Regions from separate parts of the Mus musculus genome. Here region 1 is linked to region 2. Evidence: chromatin contacts called from public HiChIP or PLAC-seq data. All regions are on one chromosome and are shown on one strand. Each heading gives the region's core, a stretch centred on a gene start, on an enhancer-like site or on the middle of the called end of the contact. The rest is flanking DNA. Distances are from core to core; before and after follow the strand shown. Region 1 overlaps Ext1 (exostosin glycosyltransferase 1). Region 2 has its middle 30 kb from the start of Med30.

Evidence for each region. HiChIP or PLAC-seq counts read pairs in DNA pulled down with a chosen protein or histone mark.
Region 1: a CTCF HiChIP or PLAC-seq map of the NIH/3T3 cell line shows a contact between it and region 2, with 6 read pairs. The contact joins two enhancer-like sites.

Annotation. Positions count from the first base shown.
Region 1 is chr15:53,219,953-53,226,210 of GRCm38.p6, forward strand. All of the region lies in intron 1 of Ext1 (exostosin glycosyltransferase 1), which reads right to left. Among named protein-coding and RNA genes, the nearest start is that of Ext1, 120 kb to the right of the region's middle. Within about 2 kb of position 3,564, at least 131 of the 459 cell types and tissues checked have an H3K27ac peak or open chromatin away from gene starts, as enhancers often do. A contact at or near this core is called in the NIH/3T3 cell line, where this site is marked.
Region 2 is chr15:52,679,870-52,685,722 of GRCm38.p6, forward strand. No RefSeq gene overlaps it. Among named protein-coding and RNA genes, the nearest start is that of Med30, 30 kb to the right of the region's middle. Within about 2 kb of position 1,657, at least 9 of the 459 cell types and tissues checked have an H3K27ac peak or open chromatin away from gene starts, as enhancers often do. A contact at or near this core is called in the NIH/3T3 cell line, where this site is marked.

The DNA of each region.
Region 1 (6,258 bases), core at 2,314-4,813, 540 kb after region 2:
ACAATACTCCTGTTCCTTGGGAATAGCTGAGAATGGACTACAGAAACATGCAGCTTCTTGGATGAACCTCAGAGACGTGATGCTGAATTACAAAAGCAGGAGCCAAATGAGTACATACTCCCAGGCTTCCCCTGTATAAACTCTAACAATGTGCAAAACAAATGAGTGAGACACAAGGGGCATTACGGTATTTATTTGAATCCACTGGCAATTATAAAAACATAGGCATCATCAAAGCTCATGGGGCCGGGTACTCAACAGGTGGCATTGCATACAATTCAATGAGTTAAGGAAATGATATAGATTTCAACCACTTACTTGTTTGTTTGTTTGTTTGTTTGTTTGTTTGTTTGTTTAGATAGGGTTTCTCTGTGTAGCCTTGGCTAACCTGGACCTTTTTGTAGACCAAGCTGGCCTTGAACTCACAGAAATCTTCTGCCTATGGAGGCAGTGCTGGAATTAAAGGCATGTGCCACAATCACCCGGCTAAGATTTCAATCTTAAATGGGAAATTTAACCATAAAATAGTGGAATCAAGAAGATTCAAAATACACAGGGGACAGCGGGGGTAAGGGGAGCCCTTGGTAAGCTTTAGGAAAAAGATCCTATCAAAGGGAGAAAGTGCAAAATGGACAGCAAAAATAATGACTTGTTAGCACTGGTATCTGTGAAAGTTCTGGAATTTTGGTTTCTTTAAAAAAACACAGAAATATTATAAGAATATGTTTTCGTTTTAACCTCATGTGTGCGTTATAGGGCTGCTTCGGGCTGACCACAGCAGCTGACTATGATTTGCCTCATGCTCTACCAGGCGTGTTGTTTTGTCATGGTGTGACATTTGGAATTCTGGGAACTTCTCACAGGATATGTAAATGCTAGGGCCCCAGAGGCGGGAGGGGGGGGGAGGAGGGGGGCGGGCGGGGGTGATTGTTGGTCATTCAGAGAAGGTTAGATGTGGTTTATTAGCAGTCTTTCAAAGACGAAACAAAAGGAAACAAATTAGATTAAGGGATCTCTCTCTCTCTCCCTCTATCCTTCTTTTTCTCCTATGTAGTGACAAGGGGTAAAAACCAGGGGAATAAAGGGTGAGAAAAAGAGAAGTAAGGACCAGCTATAGGTATCCTAGGTCTGACTCGAGGAGGGAGCACGGCCCTGACACTGGGGTCTTGGTGTTTTTATTGAGATACACAGAACAGCAGAATTAAGTACTCAGACCTCAGACTTTTCATCTACCTAGTATGTCTCCACGTGCCTGTTCATAGAGGATTTCACACACCCTAGTCAGGTAGGGTTATTTGTTTTCTCTGTTGTGATATTTTAATGTTAGTAGAAAAGGGAATTATCAAATTCTGGGATGAAATCAGAGTGAGTATTAATAATGAGTTGAGGTGCTATGGAGATCCGCAACCACCCACTTCCATAAAAAGGAATGAACACTGTCATAGACAGGGCAGATTAATACTTGTATCACGAAGCACTGTCAACCAGAGTTCAGTTTTAGCTTCCCTAAATCACTGTCTGGTTTGGGATTTGACCCACAGAGGAAGAAACAATGTGCAGTTCATCTAAGTAGCCCCAGATCTACCCCCGCCCCCAACACTAGTGCTCTGCCGTGCACACACAAAATACTTCAAACCTGAAGGCTCAGGGGGAAGCCAGCCACCATTAGGCTTCTCTCCTCCAGTGAAACTGCAGATCTTCCTTAGTAGTGCTAGTCCCCAACCTGGGTATTCAACCAAGGAGTAAATGGAGACACCATGCTGCCCTGGCCTTCATTTCCTTTCACATGAAAGAGCTGTCACCACAGTCATTGTCTAGGGCTGTGAAATGTGGGTCTGTCTGGAGAGACCCACAGAATGCAGGCCTTCTGCTTCCTGTGACATGAAGGAGTCTCTTTCCTGATGTAGAGTGGGAATGCTACCACCAACCTGACTTCATACCTAGCGTCAGTCTGAGTGTCTGTCCCGGTCCTCGCCTTGTGATGTCTAAGCAACCACATTGCAGCTCTCCCATCATATCATCATACTCGTATTTCACACATCCTTCTTCCACATGCTTACAACATGAAGACTGAGCAATAACAAGCCCCCCCTACCCCCCACCCCATCAGCCTCCCCCAGCCATAAATCTCCCCTTTGGAATCTTAATTTCAAATGCTGAGATACATTAAGGAGTCCAATGTTTGTATTTAACTATGCAAAAGTACTTCTTATCTGAAAGTTTCTCTCTAAGTTACAACTCTGGAAAGGATAAAGAAGGAAGGAAGGAAAAGAAGAAAGGAAAGGGAGAGGAAACACCGTGGAGTTGGTGAGATGGCTCAGCAGGTAAAGGCCATGGACAGCAAGGCCAACAAACTACATTTGATCTCCGGTCCCACTAGGTAGACAGAAAGAACTCCCCAACACTGTTCTCTGACCATCAGAAAACTGACTTCACGGTACAAAAAAGTGTGTCCACATACAAACATTAACTAAGTAAATGCAAGTCTTACATTCAATACGAGAAAGTGAGACAGGGGAGTGGGACAGGAAGAAGGTTCTGTTTCTCTCTGGGGATGTGGTGGGACAGCAAGGGAAGCTCCGAAGTGTTTATCTACAGATGAGTCTTAGCTACATGAGTCACACTCTTAGTGCTGACCTCCTGAGACATATTTCTACTGACTGTCTCCAGAAAATAGAGACACTGGGAAGGCTAGGTCTGGTTTGTGGCCAACCAACCAGTTCCATGACTAATCCACACATTACAGTAAGTATGAGAGGGGAAACTGCACTTCTGATAGACCGCTTTTAGGTTTGATAATTCCCTGCAATCTTGCCATAGAGATAGGGCAAGATATAATAAGACCCAAGGAGACAAAATATCAGAGCAGAGAAGCTTCCGAGGTTTGCCACTTGGACAAGTAGAAGGGATTCTAAGTGACAGGCCCAGCTTTTGGTCCCTGACCGTAAGACATTGCTTTATTAGGTTAAAATGCAAAAAGATCACATGATCTCTACAAACAGGCTGATAGACTCCAAAAGGAAAGAGGGTGATGGAAAGTGTAGGGAGGGGGGACCAAGGAAGCTGGTTAGTGGAAGCAAATAAAACAAGCAGTTCTTTAAAATGCAAAACAGAGTCTGTACCTCCATGTCTCCCTTGTACCTGGGCTCTAAAGTAACCTTAGAGAAGAAAGATCCTGTGGATCTGGGATGGAGAGTTGGCTCAGCACTTAGGGGCACTTGTTGAGAAAGACCAGGGTTTGATTCCAGGCACCTACACGGAGGCTCACCACTTCCTCGTGCACCAAGCTAGAAAGCGGTGCACACATGCAGTCAAAACACTCATACACATAAAATAATAAAAATAAATCTAAGAAATTAAAAAAACAAACAAACGAACAAAAACAAACAAGAAGAATGAAGAAAAGAGGAGGGTCATAAGGATCATGTGCAGAGAGTTCCTGTTGACCTCTTGGTCTACATCTGCCTACATCCAGCCTATTTGGAACAACTCTACCCCCATCTCCTCACATGGCCGATTCATCCTGATTTTCTGTCTCCGTTCAAAAGCTACCACCTCGGAGACCTTCTTGAATTGTCAGAGCTTAAAACCACTGCCTCTCTGACTAACCCAGGTATTTTTGAATCACTGTACCCTGTCTGTGTCATCGGTAACGTTGCAAATTTCTAATGATAAGGTTACAGTATACAATTATGCATTTAACTTTCAATTGAAAATAATTGGTATTTGCAAGCTCCAGGAGTGCCGAGATCAGGATGTCTTTTTGGCAAGCTTCCACTGCTTGCTTCCACACAGCTTGCTTCCTGGCAGGAGGTGGTGACCCAGGAGGGATCCACCCCGTCCATATTCCCTGACCCTGGACAGGAGCTTCTCTTTGACGGTTACCACCAAGCAAAACTTGAGAAACAGCCACACAGCAGTGCTGAACAGCCTCCAGATTTTAAGTCACACTAAGCTAGCTAATGAGCAGCTGTTTCTCTTCGGGAGAGACCTTGAGAGAGGAGAATCCCATCCCTAAGCGTACACAATTAATGCCACTGTTTGAAAAAGTAAGTCCTTACAAACTGTGTGTATGCCTTTTCTGTTTCTCTTCCAAACTCAATATATGGAAAGCCTGCCCAGAAAGTTTGCTGAAGAACTAGTCTCTTTCCACTTTCCCATCATCTGTGTTCTAATCCAAAGGTCTGAACTTTATCCCACCCACTCTTTCACTAGGGAAGGTTGAGAATATGCCCCACCCCCACCCAGATTGCCCATTCCTTCCCCCCTCCCCCCTCAGTGACTCGTAAAGTGGAAACTTCACTCTGGTTCTCCAACACTGTTTTCATTCACAGCAGCTGGAAGACAGAGGTCACTGTCCTCTCTCCTGTAAACAAAAAGGCCAAGCTGCAGTCCTCAGGCACCCGGGGAAACACACATCCCTGCTGGGAGGGCAGCCCCATGCAGGGACTGCACAGCAGGGTGGTGTTTGCTGTGGGCCAGGAAGCGGTCCTCTGCTGTCTGTGGCTATGCTGTCATTCATGGAAAAGCCAGATCCATCAGTAGCTTCCTTTTCAAGGGACCATTTGCAGGTTTATTGACTGCCCAAATATGGTGTCTTCTATCCAGAGGCTGGGTGAGCCTACGCCTCAAGAGTGAAGCCATGAGGATGTGAACAGACTTAAAGAGTATTATGTCCGTAGGAAAATGTCTGCAGACATCATAATGTTCCTAAATGGGTTTTTGTTTTTAAACTGCTGCCGTTGTTTGTTTGTTTGTTTTTAAAAGTTATCAGGTTTGACTTTACTAATAAGGAAACTACAGTATTCAAAGGAGAGGAGGTTGTAACTAATCTTTGTGCTGTCTATGGAGGACGAACGGCTAAGCAAATTATAATGCATGAATAAGGCCATTCCAAGAATAGATAAAACACTTGGCAGAAACTATTTTGGGTCCCCTGTAGTACTTTGGAGCTACCCATTAATTTATAAACAGTTGATCTACTAATTACAAAACCTTTTTATCTATTCATTTCACTGGGTCCCTAAGGAGCAAGGCAAGCAACGCTGATAGTTCCTCCTGGTTGGCACTGACCGGCTCTCTGCACTTACAGAAACTGTAAACAGATCCTTTTAAAGGAAGAACTTTATAGTCTCTGTAATTTTTAAGATTTAAATGGCATGCAGAGCAACAGGTTTGCATATGGCATTTTCATACATACTCAGACTCGGTTGATTCTTTGTCCTCCCATCGGCATGGCCCTGCCCCTGCCCCACTATCATCCTCAACCCTCAGCAATGGCCCTTGTATTGCTCACATGGCTTCCCTTATAGCCTCTGTTTTTCCCCATCTCCTGGGCCCCTTTCTAGCTTGATGACCACTACCCGCTGCCACCCCCAGCCCCCATCATCCAACATATCCAACAACTAGACGGTAGAATTCACACGTTTTGTTTTTATCACCAAGGTAATCAATTACCATAAACAGAGCAACTGGAAAGACCACCCACTGACTGTTGGCTCACAGACACAATTTGGCTGACTCTACCACCCAGGATTGCACAAGGTATAGTTAAAATTGTGTTGTCCTTTGGAGCTATGGGTCTCGGTCTAGGAATGGTGTGGCAGAATTCCTTAGGTCTCTGTTTGCATATTGCCCTCAGTTAAAAGCTAGTCTCTGCTATCAGAGGACACCTGACTTTCTTGTCCACTCTCTCCCTTTTTAAAAGCAAGGAGATGCTCCAGCCCATGTCAATCCTTATCTGCAGGACATATGTAGTACCTTCTGAAGGCTCCAGATCATCAGAATAGGATAGGTCTCGTCACAATAATCTAATAGATAATTCCTATCTCTAAGGTCTTAATTTTATCTACAAAATCATCCTTTCGGAGTAGCCCTTATACGTTTATTCAACAAGACAACTGGAGAGTATGAGTCTAGTAGAGTATGGAAGTCTTGGGGACCATGTTAAAATTCCATCTACCAGGCTGGAAAGATGGCTAAGCAAAATAAGGCACAAGCTGCCAAACCTGAATCGTTAGCCACATGATGAAAGAAAGGGACCTGGCCCCTGGAAGTTGTCCTCTGATTTCTAGGAGAGGAAGAGCTCTCTCTTCCCTTCCCTCCCCCCCACAAATAACTGTAAAGTTGCTTAAAAATTGGTGCATGCCTTTAATCCCAGCACTTGGGAGGCAGAGGCAGGCTGATTTCTGAGTTCAAGGCCAACGTCTACAGAGTGAGTTCCAGTACAGCCAGGGCTACACTGAAAAACTCTGTCTC
Region 2 (5,853 bases), core at 407-2,906:
CTTATATAAGCTAAGGACTTCTTTAGGAATCACAAATATTTAGTGAAACGTTGCCATCTGATTGCATTTTCTATTTTCTTGACCCTTGTTATTTTAAGATATATTGAATCCCTTGTCCAGTACATATATTCTTCTAGGACACCACCCTTACTAAACATGTCATCTCACTGTGAGTGAAAATTTAACAATCAGACCTTGTATGGTGAGGCATGTGTTCATCATTAGCAGTAAGCCAGTGAGTGTCGAGTTCCAAAATCCCATCTAAATATTCTGCGTACCAACTGTGCCATTATGGGTTTTTCAAGAAGTTTCTTGAAAAGTGACTATTGCTGAAGGAATAAACTAGTTGCAATCAGGGGACCCACTAGACTAAGAAAGAGATGCTTGCAAAATTTTCAGTCCAATGTCCATATCTGGAGCAAAGATCACTCATTTAAGGAGTGTTGTGATAATGAATATGGACAGACTATGCCAACACCATACATAGATATCGGTCAGGAGATTGTCTGAAAACTATGTAAACTTTATTAAAGAGGTGTGCTGGTTTGTATATGCTTGGCCCAAGGAGTGGCACAATTAGAAGGTGTGACCCTATTGGAGTAAGTGTGTCACTGTGGGTGTGGGTTATAAGACTCTCATCCTAGCTGCCTGGAAGTTAGTATTCTTTTAGCAGCCTTCATATGAAGATGTAGACCTCTAAGCTCCCTCTTGACTATGACTACCTGGATGCTGCCATGTTCCCACCTTGATGATAATGGACTGAACCTCTGAACCTGTAAGCAAGTCCCAATTAAATGTTGTCCTTATAAGATCTGCCTTGGTCATAGTGCCTGTTCACAGCACTAAGACAAGAGGTGATATACCTCATAATGAAGACTATTAAAGACTGTCAGCTAACCACACCCTTTGTGCTTACTGAGAAATCCTTTTTGTTTCTTCTTTTTATTATACTTTTGATCAGCATGTAACATAGTAGGATTAACATGACATTTCCAAGTGTGTGTATCATTATATATTGCTCACATTCACTCCCTTGTGCCCCTACTTTGATGCCTACCAGTCCCTCTCCTCTGAATAGTCCTCTTTTTGCTTTCATCTCACATAAGCAGAGATGATGTATCAACAGATAGGTAGATGGTAGATAGATTATAGATAGATGATAGATAGGTAGATAGATAGATAAATAGATATATAGATAGATATCTCAGTTTCTTTGTATATTCATCTATTGATTGACATCTTGGTTGATGCTATATCTTGGCTTTTGTAAATAGTGGTGCACTGAGCATGGCTGTGCAAGCCTTATTTAGTATACTGAATAAATTCCCTTGGATACAAACTGCCTTAATGTTCTATTTCTGTGAAGAGACTCTATGACCAAAGCAAATCTTATAAGAGAAAGCATTTAGGTGGGTCTGGATTACAGTTTCCGATGTTCAGTCCACTATCATCATGGTAGAGAACATGGTGGCACACAGGCAGACATAGTCCTGGATAATCACTGGGAGATCTACATTCAGATCCACAGACAGCAGGAAGAGAGAGCCACTGGACCTGGCTCTGGTTTTTGAAACCTCAATATCTATTTCCAATGATACACTTTCTCCAACAAGGCTCCTATTCACTGCCTGATGACTCAGCATTCAAATATGAGCCCACTGGGATTATTCATATTCAAAATCACCACACATACCAAATGTGGCATAGATAGATTGTACTGTAATTTCACTTTGAGTTTTATTTTGTTTGTTCTGAGGAGACCAGACCAATTTCTACCACAGTTATACAAGTTTACATTCCCATGTGCAGTGTATAGGGGTTCCATTTCTAGTCTCTCATCCTTGCCAGCAGTTGCTGTTTTGTGTTCTAAATGGTAGCCATTCTGATTTGAATGAAATTGAGTTTTGGGTTTCAAGCAATTCTCTTGAGAGTTGTATATTAAATTAAATTGAAGATTTATTGATTGGGTAAAATTCTTTTATTCTAGTGATTATTTTTTTAATTCTTTATAGATATTGCTCTTCTGTCAGATGTATGGTTGATTTTTCACATACTCGGTGGTCTCTCCATTCTCATACTTGCTCTTTGTTCTTCTAAGACTTTCAAATTTCATAGAGATCCATTTGTCTATGATTTTCCAATTAGTTCTTAAGACAGTGGAGGCCTTTTAAGGAAATCCTGGCTTAAACAATTATGTTGAAGAGATTTTTTCCCTTTAAAAGGCACATACTTCCGGTTTTGGGCTTTTTTTTTTTTTAATTAAGTCCTTGGATTCATTTTGAAATGAAGTTAGTAAAACATGAGAGACAGAGATGCAGTTTCATTATTCGATATCCAGTTTCTTAATCACCATTTGTTGAAGAGGGTGTCTCTTTTCTAATGTATATTTTTGGCAACTGTGTTAACATTCAGCCATGTGGAGTTATGTTTATGCCCTCTTTTCTATTTCGTTTTGTTCTAGCCTGTTCTGTCCATTCTTTCTATTTTGCCTGTGTTGTGGCAGAACTGGAAAGGGTTTGCTATTGTGCTACTGCACTGGAGGGTAACATTAGGATTTGTGAAATTTCAACACTGCTCTTTTTCCCTAGCTTTACTGACCATTTTTTAAAATTATCTTTATTTTTATTTTTTTCATACAATATATTTCAATTATATTCTTGCTCTTTTCCCAATTTCTCCCAAATGCTTACCCTCCATATCCGCCTGACTTCATTTTTTTTTTTCTCTTGGGGAAAAAAAAAAAACAACATACACACAACGAAACAAAACAAGCAAACAAACAAAATAATGAGAAAAACAAAACAAAAGCACACAAAAACAATGGAGTCTGTTTTCTGTTAGCCAAGTACTCATGAGGTCTATCCAAGAGTATGGTTGATATATTACTGACATATGATTTTTTAGAGTTTCTGTTTCTTTCTTTCTTTGAAAATGTCATTAGCATTTATATGGGAATTACAATGAGCCTGTATATTTTCTTTTTTAGATATAGTCACTTTTATGGTATTAATTTCAATCCATGAGGATGGGAAGCCTCATCTTTCAGCATCCTTTTAAATTTATTTATTCAGTCTTTCAATGTTTTCTATACAGAAATCTGTCACCTTTTGGTTATGGTTAGACCTCAGCATTATTAAACTACTGGGGGTATTTTTATTTTTTACTAAAAACTTGTTTTATTAGGGGCATTTTTCTTGATTTCTTTCATAGAAAGTCCATTGCTGATTACTTTTATGTAGCAAATATACTGATTTGGGCATTTAGTTTTATATGGTGCTACTTTGCTTAAGTGTTTATCAGACCTATGAGGTTTTTTTTTGTTTTGTTTTGTTTTTTTTTTGGGGGGGGGGGAGAGTCCCTTCATACTTTAAACTATAAAGTCTTATAATCTTCAATGAGCATAATTTTCTTTCTTTTCTGTGTGTATCCCCTTTATTCTTTTACTCATCTTTTTTTGCCCTAGCTAAGATCTCAAGCTCTATATGGAATAACCATGAAAGGATGGACAGTTTAGCTCGATCCTGATTGTGGAGGAAATGCTCTCAGTTTCTCTTTTAGTATGTACTGGCTTTAGGCTTGTCAAAGTGTAGCCTCTATTATATTAAGATATATCCCTTCTATTCTTAATATTTCAGGGCTTTTAGAAAAGATCAATAAAGAACTTTGTCAAAGGCCCTTTGAGATAATAATGCTATTTCTGTTCTTGGGTTTACTTATGTGCCATAGAACTCTTAATGATTTGAGGAAGCTGAACTATCCTTGCATTTCTTTTATTCTAGATTGAACACGATGTATGATTTTTTTCATGTACTGTTAAATTATCTTATTGAGTTTTTCATCAATAATTGCTGCATATCCACTCAATGGGGAAATTGATCTAAAAAGGGTATGGGGGACTTTTGGGATAGCATTCTAAATATAATTGAGGAAAATACATAATAATAAAAAATATTTTAAAAAATTTCTGATGTTGTATTATAATGTTATTTTTTTTACCATATATCTTTTATCTATATGTATAAGTACCTTACTTTTTTAAACGTTTTTATTAATTAGGTATTTTCCTCATTTACATTTCCAATGCTATCCCAAAAGTCCCCCATACCCACCCCCAACTCCCCTACCCACCCACTCCCCCTTTTTGCCCATGGCGTTCCCCTGTAGTGGGGCATATAAAGTTTGCAAGTCCAATGGGCCTTTCTTTGCAGTGATGGCCGACTAGGCCATCTTTTGATACATATGCAGCTAGAGTCAAGAGCTCCGGGGTACTGGTTAGTTCATATTGTTGTTCCACCTATAGGGTTGCAGTTCCTTTTACTTCCTTGGGTGCTTTCTCTACCTCCTCCATTGGGAGCCCTGTGATCCATCCAATAGCTGACTGTGAGCATCCACTTCTGTGTTTGCTAGGCCCTGGCATAGTCTCACAAGAGACAGCTATATCTGGGTCCTTTCAGCAAAATCTTGCTAGTGTATGCAATGGTGTCAGCATTTGGAAGATGATTATGGGATGGATCCCTGGATATGGCAATCACTAGATGGTCCATCCTTTTGTCACAGCTCCAAATTTTGTCTCTGTAACTCCTTCCATGGGTCTTTTGTTCCCAATTCTAAGAAGGGGCAAAGTGTCCACACTTTGGTCTTCGTTCTTCTTGAGTTTCATGCGTTTAGCAAATTGTATCTTAATTCTTGGGTATCCTAAGTTTTTGGGCTAATATCCACTTATCAGTGAGTACATATTGTGTGAGTTCCTTTGTGAATGTGTTACCTCACTCAGGATGATGCCCTCCAGGTCCATCCATTTGCTTAGGAATTTCATAAATTTATTCTTTTTCATAGCTGAGTAATACTCCATTGTGTAAATGTAGCACATTTTCTGTATCCACTCCTCGGTTGAGGGGCATCTGGATTCTTTCCAGCTTCTGGCTATTATAAATAAGGCTGCTATGAACATAGTGGAGCATGTGTCCTTCTTACCGGTTGGGACATCTTCTGGATATATGCCCAGGAGAGGTGTTGCAGGATTCTCAGGTAGTACTATGTCCAATTTTCTGAGGAACCGCCAGACTGATTTCCAGAGTGGTTGTACAAGCTTGCAATCCCACCAACAATGGAGGAGTGTTCCTCTTTCTCCACATCCACGCCAGCATTTGCTGTCACCTGAATTTTTTATCTTAGCCATTCTGACTGGTGTGAGGTGGAATCCCAGGGTTGTTTTGATTTGCATTTCCCTGATGATTAAGGATGTTGAACATTTTTTTCAGGTGCTTCTCTGCCATTTGGTATTCTTCAGGTGAGAATTCTTTGTTCAGTTCTGAGCCCCATTTTTAAATGGGGTTATTTGATTTTATGGAGTCCACCTTCTTGAGTTCTTTATATATGTTGTATATTAGTCCCCTATCCAATTTGGGATAGGTAAAGATCCTTTCCCAACCTGTTGGTGGTCTTTTTGTCTTATTGACGGTGTCTTTTGCCTTGCAGAAGCTTTGCAGTTTTATGAGGTCCCATTTATCTATTCTCGATCTTACAGCACAAGCCATTGCTGTTCTATTAAGGAATTTTTCCCCTGTACCCATATCTTCTAGGCTTTTCCCTACTTTCTCCTCTATAAGTTTCAGTGTCTCTGGTTTTATGTGAAGTTCCTTAATCCACTTAGATTTGACCTTAGTACAAGGAGATAGAAATGGATCAATTCGCAATCTTCTACAGCCACTATCTACTGATAACAGCCAGTTGTGCCAGCACCATTTGTTGAAAATGCTGTCTTTTTTTCCACTGGATAGTTTTAGCTCCCTTGTCAAAGATCAAGTGACCATAGGTGTGTGGGTTCATCTCTGGGTCTTCAGTTCTGTTCCA